3 separate regions of the Ovis aries genome follow, and regions 1 and 3 are each linked to region 2. A link is a contact called in public Hi-C data. All regions are on one chromosome and are shown on one strand. The core of a region is the stretch at or near the end of the contact, and the rest is flanking DNA. Distances in the headings are between cores, read along the strand shown.

Region 1 (2,770 bases), core at 193-2,692, 120 kb after region 2:
ATGGACGGAGGAACCTGTTAGGCTGCAATCCATGGGGTCGCTAGGAGTCGGACACGACTGAGCAACTTCATTTTCACTTGTCACTTTCATGCATTGGAGAAGGAAATGGCAACCCACTCCAGTGTTCTTGCCTGGAGAATCCCAGGGATGGGGGAGCCTGGTGGGCTGCCGTCTCTGGGGTCACACAGAGTCAGACACGACTGAGGTGACTTAGAAGCAGCAGTAGCAAGTTGGTGTTAATGTTGTTGCTCTGCAATTGATAACTAGTACAATTATCTTTTAGAAGTTTTATAATTTTAACTCTTAGGTTTAGGTCTTCAATCTATTTGCAGTTAATTTTTATAGATGGTGCGAGGTAAGGATCTTTCTCTTTTTTCTTTCAATTTCTTTTTTTCATATGGCTAATCCAACTATTCTATCATCAATTGTTAAAAATACTATCCTCTGCCCACTGAATTGCCCTGGGATCTCTGTCAAAGGACACCTGACTGTACATATGAGAATCTATTTCTGAACTTTCTGTTCAGTTGTTCTAGTTACCTTTACACCAATGTACTCTGTCTTAATTCCTGTAGTTATATATTTTTTAAATTCCAGTATTTGTATAAATAATTCTTAAACTCCTTCAACTCTGTCTTTCAAAGACTTTTGGCTATTCTAAGTGCTTTGCGTTTCCATGTAAACTTTAGAAAGTAGGTTCATCACGATACAAGAGCACCTCCTTTTCTTGCCCTGTTGCCCCACAAGTACCACAGCCTCTGCCTTGAGCTTCCTCAGCCCTAAATTACTTACCTATGTCCCACGATTTCAGGGGACACTTATCAAGCTCTTTGAGAGATTTCCTGGACGTTCCTCTTCTTAGGGTCGTAAGAAGGTGCCATTACCTTCGGAAGATAGTAGCCATTCTTGCCAAGAAACCCTTTCCACCAGCCCACTCAGTGGAGCTCCAGGTGGAGAATCACCGGACTGCTTTATGTCTCCAGTGTGGGTTGTATTCCTGCCCTGCTGTGTTGAACATCTTCATCCTGGTCTGTCCCAAAACTTGATTGGTGTGCCAGACAGTTATCATATCTTTGCATCTTACTCAAACCCCCAATTTAACATTTTGTTATACATTTTAGATAAATTATAAAACATTTAAATAATTTCATCTGGCATTTTTTGTTTTATAGGCAGAGAGTCGTCCAGGGAATCAAGTGTGCAATACTGCCAGAGACAGGAAAGTGAAAGCGTTAGTTGCTCAATCGTGTCCGACTCTTTGTGACCCCAGGGACTGCAGGCCGCCAGGCTCCACTGTCCGTGGAATTCTTACTTGGAGAGGTAGGAGAAATAGAGGAGGACTTTGCCTTCTGAATATATTGGAAGGAAGAGAAATAAGTGCTCAGAACCCAATAAACCTGAATTTTTCCAAGTTCTTTTCAACCCTTAAAGGTAGCTCTTGTTAGGGCTAAGCCCCAGCTCCCAGCTGGGCAGTGTTATGCAGCAGCATTTAAATGAGAGATGAGCAGTCCTAACCACATGCTGGTTCTGAGGCAGTTTCATACAAAATGACTACATAAATCCAGGTGAGTGCTTGTTAAACACACAGTTACACACCCACAGAGCTGGGCTGAACACACGTAGGCAGGAAGAAGCACAACAGGCATGGTTTCTTAGGATTAATAACACGGCTATCAAAGAAACAGAGGATCTCCCCTCTTGTCATTTTTAAGTTTTCTTAAAAAACCAATTGGTCTTTTCTTAAAAGACCAATATTTATGCTGAAATGTCTTCACAGATTGGGGCACATTTTTATTAAAACAAATTAATACACCACAGATGTAGTACATATACGTATGTACCCTGATTTGGGCCAGTATTATGTTCTATAAGCATGTAGCACAGATCCAAGGAAAAAATTCTGAACTAGTAATTTACTTGAGTTTTTAAAACTTGCTGATGGGGGAAATAATGAAAATAGTAGCAACAGAAATGTAGATAGTAAAGGTAGCATTTGGTCAGTGGAGGAAAAAAATGCATTAGTCAGTAGATGGGCTTGAGACAATTGGCAGTCATTTGGAAGAATGTAGTATCCCTAACCTCACTCTTCATTACCAATAAAGATTTCCAGTAAAGTTTTATATATGAGTAAAATCATAAACCAACCAGCAAAGCTTAAGATGCCAGAAGGAAACATGTATGTAAGTATGTGTGTGTCTTTTTGCATGAACACATACATATAATCATGATCAAAATTTTGCAGCACCCAAGAATGTTAGGTGAAAAATAAACATCTCCTTTCTGACCTAAACCCCATGTTCTATTTCTCAGGAGAAACCAATCTGTCAGTTTCTTGTGTAAATATTCTGTATATGTTTAGGCAGACGTATTCGGGCTTCCCTGAGGGCTCAGCGGTAAAGACTCTGCCTGCAATGCAGGAGACACAGGAGATGTGGGTTTCATCCCTGGGTCGGGAAGATCCCCTAGAGGAGAAAATGGCAACCCACTTCTGCATTCTTGCCTGAAATATCCCATGGACAGAGGAGCCTGGTGGACTGCAGTCTAAAAGGATCTCAAAGAGTCAGACATGGCTGAGCGCATACATGTATACCTTTTATTAAAAGACATTCATATTAGACAAAAAGAATCCTATCCACTTTTTCACATTATATCTTGAACTTCTATTTAGTACATATTGTTCTACTTATTCATTATTAATGACTGCCTAATATTCCCTTGACTAGATGCACCATAACTTATTTAAGTCCTTTCCTAAATTGCTTTTTTCTCA
Region 2 (2,748 bases), core at 188-2,687:
AACCTCACTGGGGACACTTCGGCATGGCCTGCAAGCATCCTCATTATGTGGCCTTTGCCTTACTGCTTGCTTTAATTCCTCAGTTCTGTCCCTAGTGACAGAGATGATCAGTTTTGTATTTTTTTTTATTACTGTATAGCTGACGTACAATATTATATAGGTTACCAGTGTACAGTATAGTGATTCACAATTTTAAAAGGTTATACTCCATTTATAGTCATTATAAAATTTTGGCTGCATCCTCCATGTTGTTCAGTACCTCCTTGTAGCTTCATTTGCACCTAGCAATTTGTGCCTCTTAATCCCGTATCCCTATATTGACCGCCCCCCTCCACTGGCTACCACTAGTTTGTTCTCTTTACCTGTGAGTCTGCTTCTTTTTGTTCTGCTCACTAGTTTGCTGTATTTTTTAGATTCCACATGTAAGCGATGCATACAGTATTTGTCTTCCTCTGACCTATTTCACTTAGCATAATGTCCTCCAGGTCCAGCCACGTTGCTGCAAATGGCAAAATTTCCTTCTTTTTTTATGCTTGTAGTCTGCATTTCGAAACACCAAACACCATTTCTGATTGTTGAGTGAAAAATGAATTAGGAGAGGGAATAAAACAAACATAGTTTGCTATTTCTTACTCTCTGCTTGCCTTCACACAGATATTTAGTGATTTATAAAGACCTGTAGGGTTGGAATTCTCTGGTGGTACAGTGTTTAGGACTACACACTTTCATTGCAGTGGTTTTGGGTTCAGTCCCCAGTCAGGGAACTAAGATCCCAAATACCATGTCACATTCCCCCTGCCAAAAAAAAAAAAAAGACCAGAAGGGTAGAAAAAGTATAATAGGTATGCAGAAATTGCAAGTGTATATTGCTATACAGGGCAATTTTGGGGATTAGGGGAAATTTTCTAGTAAATGCATGGTGTTGCAAACTTTACACTCTTCCCTCGTGTATTTCATAGAAAAGGTAACCTGAATGGCAGTTGCTAAAAAAAAATCAAATATAAGATTACTATCGGATCCAGCAATTCTACTTTTTGGGTATATTTTAAAAATTGAAAGCAAGGAGTCAATAGATGTTTGTACATCGGTCTTCAAGGCAGTGTTATTCATAATAACCAAGGGTGAAATCAACCCAAATGTCCATAGGATGATGGGAGGGATGAATGAATAAGCAAATATGGTATATGCATACAATGAAATATTATTAATACATACCCTTAAAAAGAAAGGGAATTCTTTCCTACGTGGATACATCCACACAACATGGATGAATCTTGAAGACACGTGAAGTGAAGGAAGCCAGACACAAAAGAACAAATATTGAACAACTGCATTTATATGAAGTACTTGGCATCATCAGATTTCTAGAGACAGAAAGCAGAACGGGAGGAGATGGGAATGGGAGATACCGTGGCATGGGCAGAGCGCCAGTCTGTGATGATGAAAGGCTCTAGAGGAGGGATCGAGGGGTGGTTCTGGAACACAGTGTACTTAATGCCTCTGAGCTACATACTTAAAAATAGTCAGAATGGTAACTTTTATGTCTATTTTACCACAAAAAAGTGACCTGGAAATACCTTGGAGTTGTAAGAAAGAACCAGAAAGGTTCCTATAAGCTAATACTGTGCTGGATAATGAAAGATTTACAAGCAAGTAAAACATAAGTGCTATCTTTTGTGTAAATATTCACTTGCTTTCATTTGCATAAATGGTTGGAAGACTCACCAAGCAACTAAAAAAAGTTCCTTCTAGGAGGGAGGCCAGCCTGTGGTCCCTGGGGGACGGAGTGGTGATGAGGCATTTCAATGTGTTTCCTTTAACGCACATTTGAGTTTTGAACTGTGTAGATGTATTAGATGTATTACCTATTCCAAATAATGTTTCAACATGGAACTTAAGGTGGAGTCACTGTAGAGAGATCAGTAATTTGTAGTCACAAAAAAGCCTAACTTTCTAGAGGTGTTGATTAAATACTGCTACGTGTGACATGCCCTCTCCCAGACAGGTGGAGTCCAGGGTTCAGGGGTCTGTGCCAGTGTTTGGTGTTTTGGGAGCTTGGTTTAGGTGTAGAAGTGAGTTTTACCTTTCCTTCCCCTGCAGGCAGGAAAGAGGACATATTCTGGATAGACATTTAATAAAGTCAAACTCTCTAATTTAATATTTTTCTCTGCCTCGTTCATCTGTTTGTATGTCTGTCTTCCCTTCTGCATTGTGGGAACAGATGACAAGGACTTTATCTGAACTGGAAAAAGCATGGACTTTGGAATCAGGCAGAACTATTTAAATCCAAACCTCTTCTCTTTCTAGTGTTTGACTTTGGTCAAGTTACTTTTTAACACTGAACCCGAGCTTCTGTGTGCATCGTAGGGTTGTTGGAAGGATTAAGTGAGAGAAAAAACAAGTACATAAAATCACCTTGCACATAGAAATTATTCAGTACAAGCTTTGTCCCCTCTTCCTTTGTGTATTTTCCACGGAGCTTTACATTTAAAAGGCATTTGAAGTATTTAACAAATTGAGTGTGTTTATACCTATTAAGTCTGAACCCTGGTTAAGGACGGTGTGAGGCGGGCATATTTAGAAGACTTCCACCTTGAGCAGCTAATGTTATTGTTGCTTAATATTTTATCAAGCAACTGCCTGTTATGGGCCAAGAACTAAGTTTTCACTTGCTGATATGGTCTATCTTTCCTTCTTATTATCAGAGTCCAGCTTGAAGCTTCTGCTTTGTGAAAGGCCTAGTCTTTT
Region 3 (2,967 bases), core at 357-2,856, 110 kb before region 2:
CCTAACTCCTCCGGAAGTCCTCCCTCCTATTCTATTGCTCTTTGTACCCACCCAGTTTGTTTTTAACTTGCTTGCATGTTTATTACTTCAATACATTTTAGTCCCCAATGGAAAAGACCAGTTTTCATCTGGTATCTCCAGCACTTATTATAGTGCGGAGAAACAACAGAAACTCAGATATTTCATGATTTACATCAAGATCTGAGTAAGTTTCCCAGGAAACTTTGTAATAAATAAACGGTCCTCTTTCCTCCTCCCTCCAGGTTTCCTCCAAAACCTAGCAGGCAGGTCACTATTAACTTTCCTTGCCACTTCAGGTGGAATTGATTGTTTCCTGCTCTATGTAAGTCCTGCTGCTGCCAAGTCGCTTCAGTCGTGTCCGACTCTGTGCGACCCCAGAGACGGCAGCCCACCAGGCTCCCCCATCCCTGGGATTCTCCAGGCAAGAACACTGGAGTGGGTTGCCATTTCCTTCTCCAATGCATGAAAGTGAAAAGTGAAAGTGAAGTTGCTCAGTCATGTCCGACTTAGCGATCCCAAGGACTGCAGCCTGCCAGGCTCCTCCATCCATGGGATTTTCCAGGCAAGAGTACTGGAGTGGGGTGCCATTGTCCTATTCTAGCACTAACCAGGTTTAAGATTGTATCACAAACATCTGATACATTTTATGCACAAGACTTTCTTGAACATTCTAGGAAAACGTCACTATTATGCAAAAATCATAAAAAAACAAAACCCCTCAACCGTCCAACCCAAATGATTGTTTTCAAACGCTGCATCCCGCAGGTACTTTTATTGTCCTTAGACAGATGGCCAAAACCTTGGCTATATATGCTAGGAAGAAACCATGATTAGAATGCTAAGAAAACGAAGACTTGCTGCTGAGGCGCGAAAGTTCTCTGGTTGACGCTAGAACGAGGAAACCGCTGAATGTTCAGCTTTTGAAATACGGTTTTTGCATCGTAAAGAAAAAAGATTAACCTATCAGGAAGAATCGAGCACATCCAATTACCAATCAAGAGCCGGAAAGAAGCCAAAGCCAGGGGATACCCACGCATCAACGAGGACGTCATTCTCTCTTCTTCGCCAATAAGCAGTTGGATGGGGCGGGGCAAGAGGCGGGCCAATGGCCATAAAAAACAAACAACAATCTTCAGTACAACTGCCTTAGCCACAGTCCTTGCCTAGCAAACCTCTGGAGCAAACTCCTGGGCAAGGCGCTTGTTAAATACTTTCCGCTCTCCTTCTCGCCCGGGGACATTTTTAATAGAGTACTTTCCTTACATCAGAACAAGGGCCTTCTTTCCACCAGCTCCCACAGACTCGCAGAAAGCACACTGCAACTTTGCGCTTTCTACCTTCGCAGGAACTGGCAGTCCAGCGCTACCTGAGGTGGGGGCGGCCTCAGTGCGCAGGCGTGCGTGCCTCCTGGAGGCGGGGCTATAGCGACCCATGTCAGCATGGGAGTTGTATTTCTTTTGGCCGCAAAACTCAATCATCTCGGAGGCAAAGGAACTACATTTCCCGGGAGTCTCCGCAACTTCGGGGCGGGCGGGCTGATTCGTTAATGAGCTCGAGGAAGCCGCGGCGCGGCCCACCAGGTTCCAAAACAAGGAAATGAAGGGGGGAGGCGGGACTGGGGGTGCCTGCGGGAGCTGCTGCCGCCGCCGCCGCCGCCGCGGAGGAGGAGGAGGTGGAGGAGGTGGCTGCAGCGGCCGCCGAGAAGTCCCTTGCTGAAGGCGAATCGCGGGGCGGCGGGCGGCGCGCGCGCGCGCGCCCGAGAGGTGGCTGTTGGAGAAGTGGAGCGGCGGTCGCGGGGGGAGGAGGAGGAGGAGGGACTGAGCGGCGGCGGCCCCCGCGTCCCGGTGCCTCTATGGGGAAAGCAGACAATGGATTATGATTTCAAGGCGAAGCTGGCGGCGGAGCGGGAGCGGGTGGAGGATTTGTTTGAGTACGAAGGGTGCAAAGTGGGACGCGGCACCTACGGGCACGTCTACAAGGCGAGGCGAAAAGATGGGTAAGAGCAGGGGCGGGGGGAGAAGGCTTGCTCGGGTCCTCGCTAGCTCGCGCCCTCGCGGGATGGGTGGGTCGAAGCCCAGTCGGGCCGTGCCCGGGCTGGGGGCGAGGCGGAGGTGGTCTCGGGGCTGCGTCCCGGGGCAGACTCTCAGGGACGCGGGTTTTGCCAGACCCCAGCATCGCGCCCGTCGAACTCCCGCGGCGCAGCCTGGTTGGGGGGCGTAGGTCTGGTCCCGAAGGGCGCTCTCCGCGTGCCAGGAGCTGGCGGCGGGACTCGAGTTGGGACCTCGGTTGGAGGTGGAGTTTGGGAGGAGGGGTGTCTGGTCTCCAGGGGAGACGCGGAGGGCTGGGAGAGCTCCGCCGAGGAGTTGCCGCTCCGGCCCTGGGCTGCTGGTGACGGTCGTGGTGGAACTTCCAATCGGCTGAGCGCCTCCCGGGGGCGGCGGTTTGAAACCTCGCGGAGCAGTCTGTCGGGCGGCCCAGAGCACCTGGGTCCTCGCCAGCCTCACCGGTGTGAGCCGTTGGGCACCTTGGCCCTAGGGGTCAGCCAGCCTGGTGGTCCTCGGCGCGATCCCTTCTGTCCCTGTCGTGTGCCTGGCGGCCACTTCTTCACGCCGCTTCGCCAGGCTGCGAGTTCTCTTTCTTCCATTCTCAATTTCCAGTTCCGCACCTTCCCCTCGAATGTAGGACCTTCTGAGAGACGAACCGCGTTTTGCTGGCAGAACTTCCTAGTTCGTTCTTGTACCTCATCTCGCCGCACCTTGGGTATTCTTACGTCCTCCACTCCATCCCTGCCAGACGACTGCGTGCTGAGGTTTTTCGGGCACCTAAATTATCCAGAACGGAATTCGAGTGACACAATGCTGGGCCTGAATCTTTGTTTTCCTGGGCGGTGAGAGAGAATTTTAGGGACCCCTTAGTAGGCTCTTACTAATTGTTCTCTTAGGAGAA

The links. Hi-C and Micro-C count contacts between places; a contact is called where the count stands out from the background.
Region 1: a contact with region 2 is called in a Hi-C map of liver, with 3 times the contacts expected there. The contact joins two enhancer-like sites. A contact is called at or near these places in 3 of 16 Hi-C or Micro-C datasets (hypothalamus, liver and skin fibroblasts).
Region 3: a contact with region 2 is called in a Hi-C map of liver, with 2.8 times the contacts expected there. The contact joins the promoter of CDK19 here to the enhancer-like site in region 2. A contact is called at or near these places in 2 of 16 Hi-C or Micro-C datasets (liver and skin fibroblasts).

Annotation. Positions count from the first base shown.
Region 1 is chr8:27,026,724-27,029,493 of ARS-UI_Ramb_v3.0, forward strand. No RefSeq gene overlaps it. Among named protein-coding and RNA genes, the nearest start is that of SLC22A16, 30 kb to the right of the region's middle. Within about 2 kb of position 1,443, at least 3 of the 54 cell types and tissues checked have an H3K27ac peak or open chromatin away from gene starts, as enhancers often do. A contact at or near this core is called in liver, where this site is marked.
Region 2 is chr8:26,906,069-26,908,816 of ARS-UI_Ramb_v3.0, forward strand. The region is part of intron 2 of CDK19 (cyclin dependent kinase 19); the gene reads left to right. Among named protein-coding and RNA genes, the nearest start is that of CDK19, 110 kb to the left of the region's middle. Within about 2 kb of position 1,438, at least 9 of the 54 cell types and tissues checked have an H3K27ac peak or open chromatin away from gene starts, as enhancers often do. A contact at or near this core is called in liver, where this site is marked.
Region 3 is chr8:26,792,229-26,795,195 of ARS-UI_Ramb_v3.0, forward strand. It overlaps CDK19 (cyclin dependent kinase 19), which reads left to right and starts at 1,607. Exons shown (of 13, transcript XM_004011205.5): 1 at 1,607-2,017. The coding sequence starts at 1,890.